Linked DNA regions of Mus musculus: all the other regions are linked to region 1. A link is a contact called in public HiChIP or PLAC-seq and Micro-C data. All regions are on one chromosome and are shown on one strand. The core of a region is the stretch at or near the end of the contact, and the rest is flanking DNA. Distances in the headings are between cores, read along the strand shown. Region 1 has its middle 3.7 kb from the start of Gm34994. Region 2 has its middle 15 kb from the start of Gm10858. Region 3 holds the start of Gtf3a (general transcription factor III A). Region 4 has its middle 8.6 kb from the start of Mtif3. Region 5 holds the start of Urad (ureidoimidazoline (2-oxo-4-hydroxy-4-carboxy-5) decarboxylase).

Region 1 (2,879 bases), core at 261-2,760:
CCAAGTATACAAGACCGTGGGGGGACATCTCATTCAAACTACTGCAACCTGCAAAGGGGATGCCGATTATCAGGTTCCTGGAGCCCTGAACCCCATGAAGAACAAGGGGATCCAGGCTTTACTTCTCTCACTACCTCGTAGGAACTGAATATTTGTTTCCAGTTGGTTGCTGTGTCCACTATATGCTAAGTAAGGAGTGTTTTACACTGACTGACATCTGCTTTGATCAATGGACTGGCAACATGGTAGGAATGATTCCCACAAGGTGTTCTCTGATCTTCATTTGATCACTGTGGTAAACCTGCATGTATAAACACACACACACACACACACACACACACACATTATATGAATGTATGTTTTGCCTGCTTTTATATGTGTGTACGACGTGATTGCCTGATGTCCTAGAAGGCCAGAAGAGAGTGCCAGACAGTTGTGAGCTCCTACGAAGGTTCTGGGAATCCCAAACCCAGGGCTTCTAGAAGAGCAGCCAGTGCTCTTAATCACAAAGCCCTCTCTCCAGACCCCTTAAAAACTTCTGTAAAGGCATTTGTATTCTCCTCTGGGTGCCTGGCCCTATACCATATCAGTAGGACAGCCATTTGCAGCTCTGTGCCTTCGTACTTGGAATGGAGACCAAATAGTATCCTAACTCTGGAGTCTCTGTGCATGGAAATGAAGTAAGGCTAATCACCCCCTCCCCCCCCCCCCCACTCCCCGCCCAGGTCACACAGCCGACAGAAGACACAGCCCTGATTTAGACACCGAAAGCTCTCAAAAACTATGTCATCAAGGCTAGTGCTGAGGTAAACGTCTTACCTGGATAGGACTGAGCCGCCCTCCACTGAAGGGACTTTGTAGAGACAAAACCCCAGACTAGCTCACAGACCCCCAAGCTCTGAGATGCAGGCAATCGCTTATGGAAATGCCAGGCAGATCACCTCTGTGGCCAACTGTCGGAGCTCCCCTTGGCGAGAGCAGTGGCTTGGGCAATCCATCATCCACTCACTGAGGCGCCAGCCGTGGGCTCTGGCCGCCGGTGCTTGATGCTATTAACATCGTTTAGTTTTTGGGCTTATCCTATTAAGAAAAAGGTTCCCACTGGCAACAGCAAAAAATCCTTTCCACCTCTTTCATTACCCCAGCTTTTCTTCCCTGTAATTACTATTGAGCTCCTGGCTGATTAAATTAGGTTTTTTGGAGGTCCTTTCTAAAATCTTGGGGAAATTATCTAAAAATCATGAAATCAATTCCCTTCCGCTGTTTTAATCTTTTATGCCCTCCGCTCAAAGAGGGATGGGCAGACAAGGGCAGGCCCTCGGAGAAGTGTGCAGCCTCCACACTGCTTGCCAGCCTCCTAGGGCCTTTGTGGACCATCTGGGTCAACTTCCTTCCAAGCAAATGAAATGCAAATAAAAATTCCAGCAGTTTTTCAGATGCAGGCTGCCTAGCTGATTAGCATGACAGAGGCTGGGAGATGAGGCCTGACCCTGTGCACTTCCCCTCAGCTCATTAAGTTGTAACTCCACCGCGCCTGCATTCACGCTGTGTAGTGACGCTGAAAGGCGGCTTTATCCAAAACTAGCTAAATTCACATTCACACTTTTTGCCTGGAAGTCTTGCCTGCTTCTGCACCCACATGAAAGTGAACCTATTGTGGCTGGCTCATGAGTCCCGCTGATTCTAAGACAATCTGGAGGGTTCCCAAAAAATGTTTATTTCCCAAGTTTGTATCCTTCCACTCTATGACGCCCCCCTCCTGAGTCCCCCCTCCCCCTCAGCTGCCCGGCCTCTGAGTACAGAGAGACACCCGGTGCTGGAGGAGGTTCAGAGCGTGCGTGGAATTTCTAAAGTCAAGTTCTTGGGGATGCTGGAAAGTGGAGATCTGAGAGGAGGATGTAGGTCTGGGTGATTCTGGGATTTGGGGGCTACCTGGACCAGCTTCTCAGAGATGTTGGTGGCCCAGGGACTCATGCCCTGATGTGTTGCCTGGCACAGATTTCCTTGGTTTATCTTCTAAAAAGCACGCGTAGGTTATAAAGCACGCTACCCATTAACCATATGTGAAAACACACCGCATCAGCAGCCTCGCTTGTTGGAGGCCCTCCTTGGGTTGTGGCTTCAGTATTTGTGGATATTTGTTGCTGAGGTTGGGAGGTCCCACTGTAAGAGAATGCCACATAAGGAACAAGAGCTATTTATCTTTGAAACTAAGAATGAGGGGAGAGGGGATAAAGTCTATGAGGGGGAAGAAGTCACTACTCTTTGTGACTCTCTGGTTGGCCCACAAATAAAATGCAGTAGATCAGAACCCAGTCTCACTGGGTGTTGCCGGGAGTTCAGAGGGAGAGAGCATTTCAGGAAGGTTTGGTTAGTGGTAACTTAACTATATGTAAACAAAGGGTGTGGCTCCTAGATTCCAGATTGCATGGAGGAGGAGGAAGTGCTAGGATCTGCATGTGGTAAGGGGTTGGGGGTCCTTGCAAATGCACTCCTTGTAAGGGTTTTGGTGGGTTGGGGCCAAGGAATGCCACAAAGCCACTCCATGCAACAGATCTCAGGGGAGAGATTTATTGCGCGGGGGTGGGTTGGGGGGGGTAGGGGGGTGGGGGAGTGAGGTTGTAGGGGGAGCACAAAATGAAGTAAATCCATAGATGTGTATGTATATATGTGTATATAAGGCTATATATGTGGTGACAACAGAAATGTATGGCATTTGGCGGTAGGTGACGATGTGGCTGCTGGAACTGAGTTGCTGAAGGTGGGTGAGGGTGGACCTGGTTCCTAACACTCCAGACATCTTCAAAAGCCCGGAAATTTCTTTTGCAGTTCTTAGGTTAGAAGTCAAAGGCTTCAAACCTGCTAGGCAGGTGCTCTAC
Region 2 (2,879 bases), core at 116-2,615, 240 kb before region 1:
CCATGGAGAAGGGTGAATACGCGGTGCAGGGGATACACAGCTAGGCAAGCAGTGTAAGCCCAACGATAGTGTTACCATGGAGACTCAGCCCTTAGGACCACCTCTGTGGTTCACTGGGAATGAAATGAGCCTCTCTGGAGTGAGCCAACTTCATAGAAACTTTGCAGTGACCCTTCCTGCCTGCCCGGCACAGGTCACCCCTCTCGAGCCTCTGATGCCTCCTGTCCTGGAGAGTTCTGACTTCAGTGCCACGCCCTGCTGTAGGGACCCATCCTGGGGAGCTACGAGGCACTCCAATAACCTCTGTGGAATTCCTCCTGATGAATGGACACTTCTCCAGTCAGTTCTTCCTCAGAAGAGGGGAACTGTTCAGTCACACTGTTCCTCCCAGAGCCTAAGAAAGGCAGACATTGGTCCTAGATGAGGCCTGTCGCCTGTGCATGAAACAGTTGGAGGCAGTATATTCAGCAGAGTCAGAAGGAGGTGAGGGAGCTGGCCTTGGGCACCTAAAGGAAACTGCTGTTTGGGTTGAAGTTTGACCTCACCAGGTGCCTGGAGAGTAGCAACCCTCGACTGTGTGGCCAAGTGGCTTCACCACGCACCTGGGACCACCCTGTGTAATTGGACGAGTTCGTTACCGTTACCGTTTCCAGACATTTCCAAATGTCATGATGATGTTGTGCATCAAGGGAGCAGAGCTGTAGTGAAGGCTGTGGCTGAGCTAGGGAAGCAGGACTCTGCTACAAGCACTGTGTTTGTTGAATGAATACTTGTAAATGAGACACCATCCATCTGCTGCCATCTACTGAGCACTCACTCTGGGCCAGCCACTCTGCTCTCTCCTACAAAATTCCATTCCCTTTCGACAATTACACACACACACACACACACACACACACACACACACACACACACACAAACTATAAAGGAAAATTTTGATGCCTAGTTGATGTTCTCGTGCCTGCCTGAGCTGTAGGATAGACATGTTAAACCTCAGACTTAAGTGAACTTGCGTTTCCTACAAGGTGATGTAACTATAAACAGACACTTAATACCTCCGTGGACCACTTCCCCTCCCCATTCTCCTACAAATGTCCTGTTTAATGCCTAAGGTGTCAAATGGCTGTGAGCAGGCTATAGTTCTGGGAGGTTCAGGGCATTCCTGGGCCACTCCCACTTCCCACTGGGGCCTGGAAACCTTGTCCCTCCAGGTCAGCACTTCCTTGCAACTTTATCTGTCCTGAGTTCCAGGCCCCTGCCGTATTTGTCCAAATTAGAGTCCGTTTACTTTACAAACCACACTGGAGCTTCGCTGGGCACTCAGCAGCTGCTCCCCTGACGTCCCCAGCAGGGCCCTTGTTTGCAGTCAGCAAACAGACCGCCCTGACCTAGCCACTGTGTCGCTTGGCTGCCCCGGAGGGTGCAGCAGGTAACCGGAAGTGGCTTGCTGAAGTGGCTCTCGCTGCTCCCCCCCACCCCCCCCCCCCCGCCCTCTTGGTTCAGGATCTCTCAAGGGAAACAAGTGAAAAGCAAAACAAGGTGAATCCTGAAACGATTTGTACACAGGAGAAAGTGCAAAGATGTCTACCCGAGGCAAAAGGAAAGATCACGAAAAGGGTGCCCACCCTCTGCCCCACTGTCACTATGGCTGCTTGGTCCTTATTCCACCAGGGCACCCTCTTGTTCCCCGTAGAAATAAGTGGAGCAGACTGCTTTGAACAAGCTTTAGCAGGAGGACTGGTGGGGCTGAATGTCCTGGGTCCCCTTCAAGTGGTTTAAGCTGTGTGCAGCAACCAAGTGTGCTCACATATAGAATAGAGGTAAGGAACGTGTTGGGAGGGCTAATTCAGCTAATGAGCTTAAGGAACTAAGAATTGAGTCTGGCACACTGTCTACTCCCAGTAGCCATTGGCATCTTTGGGTGGTGGAGATCAAGACAGGGTTTCTCTGTGTATCCCTGACTGTCCCGGAACTCCATCTGTAGACCAGGCTGGCCTCGAATTCACAGAAATCCACCCGCCTCTGCCTCCCAAGTGCTGGGATTAAAGCACCACCATTGCCAGCTGCATCGTAAGTAATGACCAGGCTGTGCCTCAATAAAAATACACCAGGCTGACACACCCTAAGTGGAAAACCCTGTGGTCCACCAACCCTGAAGAGATCTAGCATGTGGTTGTGGCCCAATGTATCAGTTGCAGGATAGACTGGGAGCTGAGATCACTGCTATCTGCGCCCCCCACCCCCCACGTCATGAAAGAGCATCAAATTGCATGTCACTAGCCAGGGAGAAGAGCCACATTTAAAACCTGAAGTACCTGTTTCTCCTGAAAGCACCTGCTTTCGCCTCATCAGGAGGAGCCACCCTCAAGCAGACCCCTGTAAGTCGAGAACCATTAGCCTTAGGCTTCCCCTGTTATGGGGCCGGTTTAGTTACGGGTGTGTTACTAGGAATCCTTCCAGACAGGGAGCTGGTGGTTTGGGATGCTTGTCTGTATCCTATTCAGATGTGACATGGAGTCTGACAGGCCCAAACATGCAGCTCCTGATCCAGAGAGGTTGGGCCAGCAACCATACTGGGCCGGTCCTTCCAGCAGATCCCACACATGGTGTCTTCACCCATATGGGAGTGTTTGTAGATTTCAAAATTCTTACATTTGAGCAGATCAAGGGTCCAGCAGCCTGTGTTTAATATTTGGTTCCACCTGCAAAGTCCCCGACAGGCGTTGAGTGTGAAACGGAGCACCCTTAGCCCTCCCCAGCCCTGACATCTAGATGTCAGACAGCAGACACAGCAGGGTGAGTGGCATTCACGGAATAAGGCCTGCCAGGATTATAGACTGCTCCTTAGGCTTGCTTTGTCTACACAGTGGCAGGCTGCA
Region 3 (2,879 bases), core at 251-2,750, 210 kb before region 1:
TGTTTGTTTTATTTTTTTTGAGATAGGGGTTCTCTGTGTAGCCTTGGATGTCCTGGAACTCACTCTGTAAGAGCAAGCTGGCTTTGAATTCAGAGATCCACCTGTTTCTGCCTCCTGTGTGGGGTTAAAGCCATGCACTACCACTACTGGGCTAGTTCTGTCCATGTTCATGACTCACAATCTGCCCCCCTCCCCCAAACACACTCCCCATTCCCGAAACTGGTATGTTAGGGTCTGGAAAGAACCTGAATCCTGGCTGGGTCCCATATTGTCTAACCAGGGTTATCAAGCAGGAGGAGAAAAAGAAGATGAAGAAGTCCAGGCTGCTTGACTGAGACCAAAATCCTTGGAAAACAATGGTCACAGGGGTGGGATCTCAGAATCTTCTAGAAGCTCATCTTCAGGGAAAAGGAGAGACAGAAGACTGGAGCTGAAAGAAGAGTGTCCGCTGATGGGGTAGAGCAGACAAGAGAGTGAGAAAGGGGAAGAGGGACTGGAAGGAAGGAAGAGCCGGCCAGCAATCTGCACATGCGCATGGGGCATGACTACAAGGAGCAGAGGGGGCCGTGAGCATGAGATCCCAACAGGGCCGCACAGAGAATGACCTGTCAACAGTGTTGAGACCGCCCTCCATTCAATCCTTTTTCTTGTAGATTAGTTTGACTGGAATAAAGTACATTTTAACCTTCTTCAGTAAAGATATTCATTAAAAAAAAAAAAAAAAAAAAAAAAAAGCTGGGTGTGGTGGCGCACGCCTTTAATCCCAGCACTCGGGAGGCAGAGGCAGGCGGATTTCTGAGTTCGAGGCCAGCCTGGTCTACAAAGTGAAGTCCAGGTCAGCCAGGGCTATACAGAGAAACCCTGTCTCGAAAAACCAAAACCAAACAAACAAACAAACAAACAAACAAGCTTTAAGATTTCCCATGGTTGTCGTCATCCAACTAGCAGAAAGATCGGTTCTGCCCTTCATTGATGCACTACACTTTGCCAGGGAGGATTCGAATAGGGTATTTTCCAGTCTCTGCCATTACGGAGATTAAATCAAGATAAGGGAAAGAGGAAATCCCACAACTGAAAACAGCGTCAAACACTAGAGGACTCAGTGATACAAAAGGAAAGTTGACAAAACACCAGCACAATTGCTGTCAGAAATTAAGGTTTAATTGGTCCTGGTTAAGTTCTGGGCTTCGGAATTTTGAAAAAAAATTCCACGTGACTCGAAGGAGCAGACAAGCTTGGGATTCACCATGTCCTGAGGCTAGTGGCAGGATGCAGAGGGCAAAACTGGAATGTGAAAAACAGGCCACCTTAAGTCATGTCAGGTTGATATTTGGGACGTTTAAGCAGCGCTTCCGTTTCCCTAAGCCGCGAAACCAGAGCCCAGAGCCTGGCTGCCTCTCGCCGTGGACGAGTCCTGGATGCGCATGTGCAACCGGGCTCTACGGCCTCTGGGAGCATGCGCAGTCGTGGCGCGCGTGGGGGGGGGGCTAAGGGGCGGGGCCTGGAGCCTTAGCGGGCCGCGTTCCCGGAAGTTCAAAGTCTCCGGGCGCCAGTGGCTTGCGTCCCGCGTTCCCGGGGACGGCACGTGGCTGCCCCGCGTCAGCCCGGGCCCGATCGTGTCGCCCTGGAGCCGCGGGTGTCAGTCGCGGAAGCGGTGTCGTCGCTGACCATCGCGGATGCGTTCGTCGGGGCCTGTGAGGGCCCCGCGCCGCCGCGCCCCGCGCTGCCCAGCAGGTTCATCTGCTCCTTTCCCGACTGCAGCGCCAGTTACAACAAAGCCTGGAAGCTAGACGCGCACCTATGCAAACACACGGGGGAGGTAACCTGGCCGCCCGTGTGCACGGCAGGGCCTGGCGCAGGGGCTGCGTCCTGGGCTTGGCTGGGGCAGGGCAGGGCAGGGCAGGGCAGGGCAGGGCAGGGCAGGGCAGGGCAGGCGCTCTGCAAAGACCGAATTCTAGGATGTCAGGATTTCCTGCAAGCAACAAGTGTGCACCCTTTTAATTGCAGGCGGGCTTTGGTCGGGTACTAAGGCTGTGGGTAAAGGTGGTCAGGAAAAGCCTTCCTGCTTGGCCCTTTACCCTGGTTCTTATATTTGGTTGTACCCTGGTCTATCTCTTGACAGACTTACCAACCCACTGTTGTCCCTCATAACATACTTTGTAACTTTATCCCTGTTTCTCTTTGACCATTCTGTTCCCACATTTTGGCCTTTCTTTGTCCCTGTGTCCGAGGCAGAGCTTGCTTTCTAGTGGACACTTAAAAGTTGTGGTTCATCACCATCATCATTATTATCATTGTTTTTTTGAGACGGGGTTTCTCTGTGTAACTCACTCTGAACTCACTCTGTAGACCTGACTGGCCTCGAACTCAAAGATCCACTTGCCTCTGCCTCCAGAGTGCTAGTATTAAAGGTGTGCACCACCACACGTGGCTTTGAAGTTGTGTTTATTGTTCCAAACTCGACAATAATTTGATTAGTACGGGTCCTGCCCTGGGACTGGATCTGAACAAGGTTCTTTGACGCCGTGCTGAGCAGTGTGGCTCACTTGTGTCTTCCTGTCCACTGGCTGTGATTGAAGGCTTGATGCCACCTTTCCTGTATTTCAGATTATTTCCATAGTTGGGAAACACAGAACTGGATGTTAGGATATGATATAGCTTTACTGTGGATTCATGACAGCATCCCCTTCCCCACCTCCAGGGTCCCACTTGGAGATTGTGTTTGGGGCTGGGAGCTGTTTCCTTCGGTTGCCTTTGCACCTGTGAGCTTTTTCAGCTGTTGTGACACATTTAACTGTCTCTGTGCCTGCTATCTCTTAGTATGGACACAGGTCACCTGCGATGAGATGCAACCTTTCCTCTGCCTCTTTGCTGTAAAA
Region 4 (2,879 bases), core at 218-2,717, 180 kb before region 1:
ATGTGTGTGTGTATATATATATGTGTGTGTGTGTATTTGTGTGTTTGTATATGTATATGTCTGTATGTGTGTGGTATGAGTGTATATGTGTGTTTATGTGTGCATGTATATGTATGTGTATGTATGTGAATGTATGTTTGTGTATGTGTGCTTATAAGTGCATGCCTAAGTGTGTACGCGTGTTTGTATATGCATGTGTATATGTGTATATGTATATATTTGTGTGTGTCTTTGCATATGTGCATGTCTCTCTCTCTCTCTCTCTCTCTCTGTGTGTGTGTGTGTGTGTGTGTGAAGATGCCCAAGAAGGACAGAGTCATCAGATTCTTCTGGAGTTGGAGGCGGTTGTGAGCCATCTGATATGGGTACAGGGACTTGAACTCTGGCCTTCTGGAAGAGCAGTATGTCCTAATGCCTGAGTTATCTCTCTAGCCCCTTATATTATATAATTTTTTAATCATTTTTAATATTTTCTATAATAATGTTTTTAATATCTGGAATGTAGCATATGATTTTTAAAGGGCAACATCATTATAACTACTCTATTATAGGATGACACTATAATACCAACACCCCTGTGCTAAATGCTGCTATGCTAAGTGACCATGATATCATGGAATCTGAATTTGCAATTCTTTTTATATGTTGTTTATTCTTTTCTGACTTTACTCTGCCTGCTACATCTTATTGTTTTTGTTTGTTTGTCTTCAAAATTGTGTGTCTGTAGAGAGGTAGTGTGTACACAGTGGTGGAATGCAGGGCCCAGGGAGAGAGAGGCTTCAGATGTCCCTGAAGTTAGATTTATAGGCAATCGTGAGCCACCGCTCACACTCGAACTTGGGTCCTTTGAAACCAAACGCTCTTCACACTCGAGCTATTTCTAAAGCCTCCCTCATCTCACTGTTATATCTGCCTTGTTAGCTTTACTACCCTCCCCCCCACCCCCCCACCCCCGCCCGCTCCTGAATTTCAAAGTCAAGTTCAGTCTCCCTGGTCTAACGCAACCTCTGGCTCCTCTTACTCCAAATCGACTTCTGGCCAGGATGAGCTTGTCATAGCAAAGCTCCCTGCCTGTCATTTCCTTCAAACAATAACACAAAACAAAAATGCTTGGGTTGGGTGGTTCTGTCCAGAGAACAGCCTGTGGCAGCCACACTTTAGGTTTCAAAGAGTGAGTTTATTAAGCATGAAGCAAGCAAAAGGAAAAGAGAGATTGGGTAGCGACCAGATGGTTTCAACTCAGGTCGAAACAACCAAGCCAACGATGGTAAACCCGTTATCCTGGCTTTGCTGCTGAGCCTTCATCCTGGGACAGATTTTCAGGCCCAGCCTGGGATTCTCTCCAGGGAAGAGCCTCTACTGTTTTTGTTCCCACCACAAGTCTTTTAATATCAAGGGGACAAGAATAGAAACTCCTGTTGGAACCAGTTTGCCTTCTAACTGTGCTTAAGAGCACAATGCTTTGAATAGCATTAGCTGTTGGGTGTTTCCCCTTCTCCATTACAGGGCTCAAATCCCAGGGTACCCCAGGAGGGTTACTCTAGTCTTAGAGGACACCAATATTCTTGAATCTGAGACAAGGCAGCCCCTTGATATCAAAATCCACTCTCAATAAGTGCCAACAACACATGGCAGTTTAACCAATAGAATCCACATCACCCTGGTTTTCTTTCTTTTCCTTTTTATTTTTTTATTTTTATTTATTTATTTTTTTTGGTTTTCTGAGACAGGGTTTCTCTGTATAGCCCTGGCTGTCCTGGAACTCACTCTGTAGACCAGGCTGGCCTCGAACTCAGAAATCCGCCTGCCTCTGCCTCCCAAGTGCTGGGATTAAAGGCATGCGCCACCACGCCCGGCTTCTTTTCCTTTTTAGATTTATTTATTTTATTTATATGAGTACCCTGTAGCTATCTTCAGAGGGCTTCGGAGCCCACTGCAGATGGTTGTGAGCCACCAAGTGGTTGCTGGGAATTGAACTCAGGACCTTTGGAAGAGCAGTCAGTGCTCTTAACCACTGAGCCATCATCTCTCCATCCCTACCCTAGTTTTCTACTGATGAATTGAATTGCGATTTTTCTTCTCCTGTATCTGTTACCCTCATTAGCACACCTACAGTATTCTGTACAGAGCAGTCGGTCAGTCCATTTGCCTGCCCTGGCCAGGCTGTATTCTCCGTGACCACGCCTGGTCTCAGCCTATGAAAGGATACTCTGGCCCTGAGCATCGCTCCCATAGTCTGTAAGACCTGGGTGGAAGTTTGGCTTATGGGAAGCTAGAGAGCAGACCGGCAGCTTGCAACTTGAGGCAGGAGGTCAGTTGATCGTCGATGGTTATTTGTGACAGAAGTACTAAATGGAAACCTGTCTTCCGCTTTGCCAGGCTTCAGCAGCGTATGCCTGCCTTAGAACCATCTCTGACAGAAAGCGATGACTGTGTGCCAGTGGACTATCCTGGCATGGAGAGTCTACCAACAGCCACACCCCTCAAGAAATTCAATGCTCCCTTCCCCAGCAGCTATCAACTGCCAGTGGCTCCTTAGCTAGGGGTGGTGCTTCATGCGTCCTTCCCCCACCAGTACTGAAATACTGAGTGACCTTTTGGACTTGACCTTGTGTGGGTTGAGTGCAGGTGACCACAGCTGTGGTGAGTTAATGAGTACAATGGCCGTGCCACGTCCGGAAGGTGGCATCTCACAGCTCTCCTCCTTATGCTGCAACTCTTACATCCTTTCTGCCCTCTCTTTAGTGACGTCCCTTGAGTCTTGCGAAGGGAAGGCTTCGCAACGACTCCTTATTTAGAGTCAGGCACTCAACAGACACATCTTCTCGGCACTCTGGCAGTTACCAGTTTTGGCATTAACCACTCTCCACTGCAACCAA
Region 5 (2,879 bases), core at 257-2,756, 170 kb after region 1:
GTGAAAAAGATTGAGTACATCTTAGTGGTAGAGTGCCCAGGATAAGCAAGAAAGACCCTGAGTTGATTAGTTGATTTGCAAACATACATACAGATAGACAGACAGATAGACACACACACACACACACACACACACACACACACACTTAAATTTCACATATTTGAGTGTTTTGTTTGCATGTATGTCTGCACATCACATGTGTCCTTGGTGTTTACGGAGGCCAGAGCAGGACACCAGATCCTGGAGTTAGACGCCTTTGCGAGCATCTTTGGGGGGTGGGGAATGTGTGCTTAAAATTGATCTCCAGTCCACTGGAAGAGCAGCCAGTGCTCCTAACTGCTGAGCCATCTCTCCAGTCCTCAGCTTGATTTTATAACCTGGACCTGTGCTCTTCCTCTGTAAGTTCTCATAGGCAGCCATACAGAGGAGTCTGAGAATCCACAGAGTGTCACAGCCATACTGAACGCAGCTGCGAGTGCCTGCTCTGTCCTGAGACCACCCTCCTGACCGAAGACTAAGAACAGTCTCAAGGGCAGGTGACTCCTACCCTCTGACTTTGTTCCCCAAGGGCATGTCGGGTTTATTCTCAGAACCCATAGTAGCCTATGAACAGGGACTATGTACCTTTGGACCTTCGGCCGCTGTGCCATCCTGAATAAACCTCTACCCCCTCTTCTCCCCACCCTGTGGCCCACTCTCCCCAGAAAACATTGCTTTGCTCCCATTTTACTTCTCTCTGCAAAGAGTCTTGGGATCTAAATGAATGCATCCTTGTCTGGTCCAAACCGGCCCTTTTTTTTTGAAAATCGCTCAGCGCTTCCCGTTCCTCTCTGGGGTCCCTGGGAGGTCCTCGCTATCCTCTCTTTCATCCAGGGCATTGCCAAAGTGGGCCTTCAGCTTCTGAGTCACCAAGGCCTTTGCCCTGTTCCCATTCTTGACCTCCAATAGCCCTGGCCGTCCTGGAACTCGCTCTAGATCAGGCTGGTCTCGACCTCAGAGATTGTCCTCCCTCTGCCTCCGCTGTCCTCGGCCATCCATGCTACCTTGCCCATCCCGCCCCCATGTTCTTGTGTCCACCTTCAAGAGACTAGCGTTTGAAAGGATGTCTACTGATCCTTCTAATAATCCCGGCTAAATAACTGAGTAAGGAGGCTAAAGTAATCTAAAATATTTTTATATACAATATTGAAAATGACTTCGCGCACACGGTCCTGAAGTCTTACCTGATCTCGGGAGAGCATCAATAAAGGCAAAAAAGTGATTTTCTAAGTCTTCCAAGCCAGAGAATGGACGCTGGGACCAGACAGCAGCGGCAATCAGAGGGCATTTCTCAACAATGTTCCCAAACACATCCACAAATTCTCCGAAGTCCATGGAATTGACCTTCACCATGTCCATGGCTGATCCTGGACTGGAGGCAGTGTTCTGCCCTGCCTGTGGTCCGCTCTCATCGAGCGAGTGAGCTAATTCCTCCTCATGGGTTGTGTTTGCTGAACACACATGCTGGCCCTGTGCAAGGGCAGCTGACCCTGGTTTAAATATCTCTGGGAGGAGCTTATCCAGAACGGTCCTGCGATGAGAAACACAGGTTTAACTGTTTTGTTGGTGGTAGGGGTAATATGTGTGCTGGAGACAGAACCCAGGGTCTCACGCATGCTCGAGGAGCACCCGAATACTGAGCTATCCGCCACCTCCGCTTAAGGCTATGATCAGGAGAGCAGAGACTTCTGCAGAAAGAATGATTCCACCCGAGGCATTGCCATAACAAGAGGTGGCGGCGGTGGCCGTATGTAATGAGACAGACACTTGGTGCCATTACCATCTTGTCTGTGTGCACGTATGCTTTTACCTGCATGTAATCTGTGTACCACATGCAGACCAAACAGGTGGCCCTGTGACCTGCCTGGATTACCAGGACAGTGTCCTCAGGGACAACCCTGGTTCTGTCCCCAGCACCCACACGGTAACTCACAAGCACCTCATCTGTCCTTGCTGTTGCTCTAGAGCACAGGCACTGCGTTTTAATCTTTCTTTGAACTCTAAATGCTTAACACCACATAGACTTAATTAGTGTAAACAGAACAGGGTAAGGTGCCTCTGGTGGAGTGTGCTATCTTCTCTCGTTTAAAAAAATATTTTTTTAATTAGGTGTATTTTGTATGTGTACAAGCGTGTGTGTGTGTGTGTGTGTGTGTGTGTGTGTTTGTGCCCAAGAAGAGAGGGTTGAATCTGCCTTCCAGGTTCTCACCTTGAGTTCTTGGCTTGGATTCTTTCAACAACAGCCTATAAACTATAAACTGAAACAAACCTTTGCCTTCCCTAGATTGTTTTTGGTAAGTGTTTTATCACAGCAGCAGTTTATCTAAGGCTGTTACTGGTGGTGTTCTTCACGGGGTAGGGGTGGGGTGGGGGATGGAGGGGGGAGCGGGGAGGGGAAACAGCCTAGAAAAGATTAGAAAGACCACAGACCACAGCAAGGGGGTGGGGTAGGGGCATGCGCCACAAAGAGAGGCGCCCCTGCCCTAGTGTGTGGGAAGGAGAGGGGCTCTGATCTCAGGAGAACTCAGTGTGGGACTAGGAACAAGCACGAAAAGCGCTCATTATCGCGAGTCCAGAAACGATTGCACCCTGGACAAATTCTCCCCAAAGACGCCTTGTTTTCCTTTCGCCCAATATTTGCCCTTCTAGGTACCAAGGGGCAGTAACAAGTCAAACCTGGTGTTTGACACTCTGTTTCGGAAACTGTGGTGCTCGGGCGCCCCCTGCTGGTACAATCACTATAAAGCACTGCTTGAAGGGGTGGCCTTAGCCTACAGGCTAAAGGATGTTAAAGGGGGTGAAACCTTGTAAAGTTTTCCCCATCCGTATTGGCATGTCAG

The links. A called contact is a pair of places that touch in the nucleus more often than the background predicts. HiChIP or PLAC-seq counts read pairs in DNA pulled down with a chosen protein or histone mark.
Region 2: an H3K27ac HiChIP or PLAC-seq map of embryonic stem cells shows a contact between it and region 1, with 5 times the contacts expected there. The contact joins two enhancer-like sites. A contact is called at or near these places in 1 of 15 datasets of contacts at CTCF or cohesin (pro-B cells), 1 of 484 Hi-C or Micro-C datasets (trophoblast stem cells), 7 of 115 datasets of contacts at active chromatin or transcription factors (embryonic stem cells, pancreatic cancer cells and stem cell-derived neural progenitor cells) and 1 of 9 other capture datasets (embryonic trunk).
Region 3: an H3K27ac HiChIP or PLAC-seq map of trophoblast stem cells shows a contact between it and region 1, with 3 times the contacts expected there. The contact joins the promoter of Gtf3a here to the enhancer-like site in region 1. A contact is called at or near these places in 8 of 39 promoter capture datasets (the 3T3-L1 cell line, 3T3-L1-derived adipocytes, the HPC-7 cell line and 4 more), 1 of 15 datasets of contacts at CTCF or cohesin (large pre-B cells), 2 of 484 Hi-C or Micro-C datasets (the N1E-115 cell line and embryonic stem cells), 13 of 115 datasets of contacts at active chromatin or transcription factors (acute myeloid leukemia, bone marrow-derived macrophages, embryonic basal ganglia and 9 more) and 3 of 9 other capture datasets (embryonic tail, liver and pancreatic islet).
Region 4: a Micro-C map of embryonic stem cells shows a contact between it and region 1, with 2.3 times the contacts expected there. The contact joins two enhancer-like sites. A contact is called at or near these places in 4 of 39 promoter capture datasets (cranial neural crest, liver, macrophages and 1 more), 1 of 15 datasets of contacts at CTCF or cohesin (pro-B cells), 4 of 484 Hi-C or Micro-C datasets (bone marrow-derived macrophages, embryonic fibroblasts, embryonic stem cells and 1 more), 3 of 115 datasets of contacts at active chromatin or transcription factors (T-cell acute lymphoblastic leukemia, embryonic basal ganglia and memory CD8 T cells) and 3 of 9 other capture datasets (adipose tissue, liver and pancreatic islet).
Region 5: a contact with region 1 is called in an H3K27ac HiChIP or PLAC-seq map of embryonic stem cells, with 15 read pairs. The contact joins the promoter of Urad here to the enhancer-like site in region 1. A contact is called at or near these places in 6 of 39 promoter capture datasets (the C10 cell line, the HPC-7 cell line, HPC-7-derived erythroid cells and 2 more), 5 of 484 Hi-C or Micro-C datasets (the AML12 cell line, the G1E-ER4 cell line, embryonic stem cells and 1 more), 4 of 115 datasets of contacts at active chromatin or transcription factors (all in embryonic stem cells) and 3 of 9 other capture datasets (embryonic stem cells, embryonic trunk and pancreatic islet).

What each region holds. Positions count from the first base shown.
Region 1 is chr5:147,154,176-147,157,054 of GRCm38.p6, forward strand. No RefSeq gene overlaps it. Among named protein-coding and RNA genes, the nearest start is that of Gm34994, 3.7 kb to the right of the region's middle. Within about 2 kb of position 1,511, at least 47 of the 459 cell types and tissues checked have an H3K27ac peak or open chromatin away from gene starts, as enhancers often do. A contact at or near this core is called in the N1E-115 cell line, embryonic basal ganglia, embryonic stem cells and 3 more, where this site is marked.
Region 2 is chr5:146,911,151-146,914,029 of GRCm38.p6, forward strand. No RefSeq gene overlaps it. Among named protein-coding and RNA genes, the nearest start is that of Gm10858, 15 kb to the left of the region's middle. Within about 2 kb of position 1,366, at least 50 of the 459 cell types and tissues checked have an H3K27ac peak or open chromatin away from gene starts, as enhancers often do. A contact at or near this core is called in embryonic stem cells and trophoblast stem cells, where this site is marked.
Region 3 is chr5:146,947,157-146,950,035 of GRCm38.p6, forward strand. Gtf3a (general transcription factor III A) reads left to right here and starts at 1,501. Exons shown (of 9, transcript NM_025652.3): 1 at 1,501-1,819. The coding sequence starts at 1,625.
Region 4 is chr5:146,970,929-146,973,807 of GRCm38.p6, forward strand. No RefSeq gene overlaps it. Among named protein-coding and RNA genes, the nearest start is that of Mtif3, 8.6 kb to the left of the region's middle. Within about 2 kb of position 1,468, at least 19 of the 459 cell types and tissues checked have an H3K27ac peak or open chromatin away from gene starts, as enhancers often do. A contact at or near this core is called in embryonic stem cells, where this site is marked.
Region 5 is chr5:147,320,934-147,323,812 of GRCm38.p6, forward strand. Urad (ureidoimidazoline (2-oxo-4-hydroxy-4-carboxy-5) decarboxylase) reads right to left here and starts at 1,507. Exons shown (of 2, transcript NM_001039678.2): 1 at 1,224-1,507. The coding sequence starts at 1,398.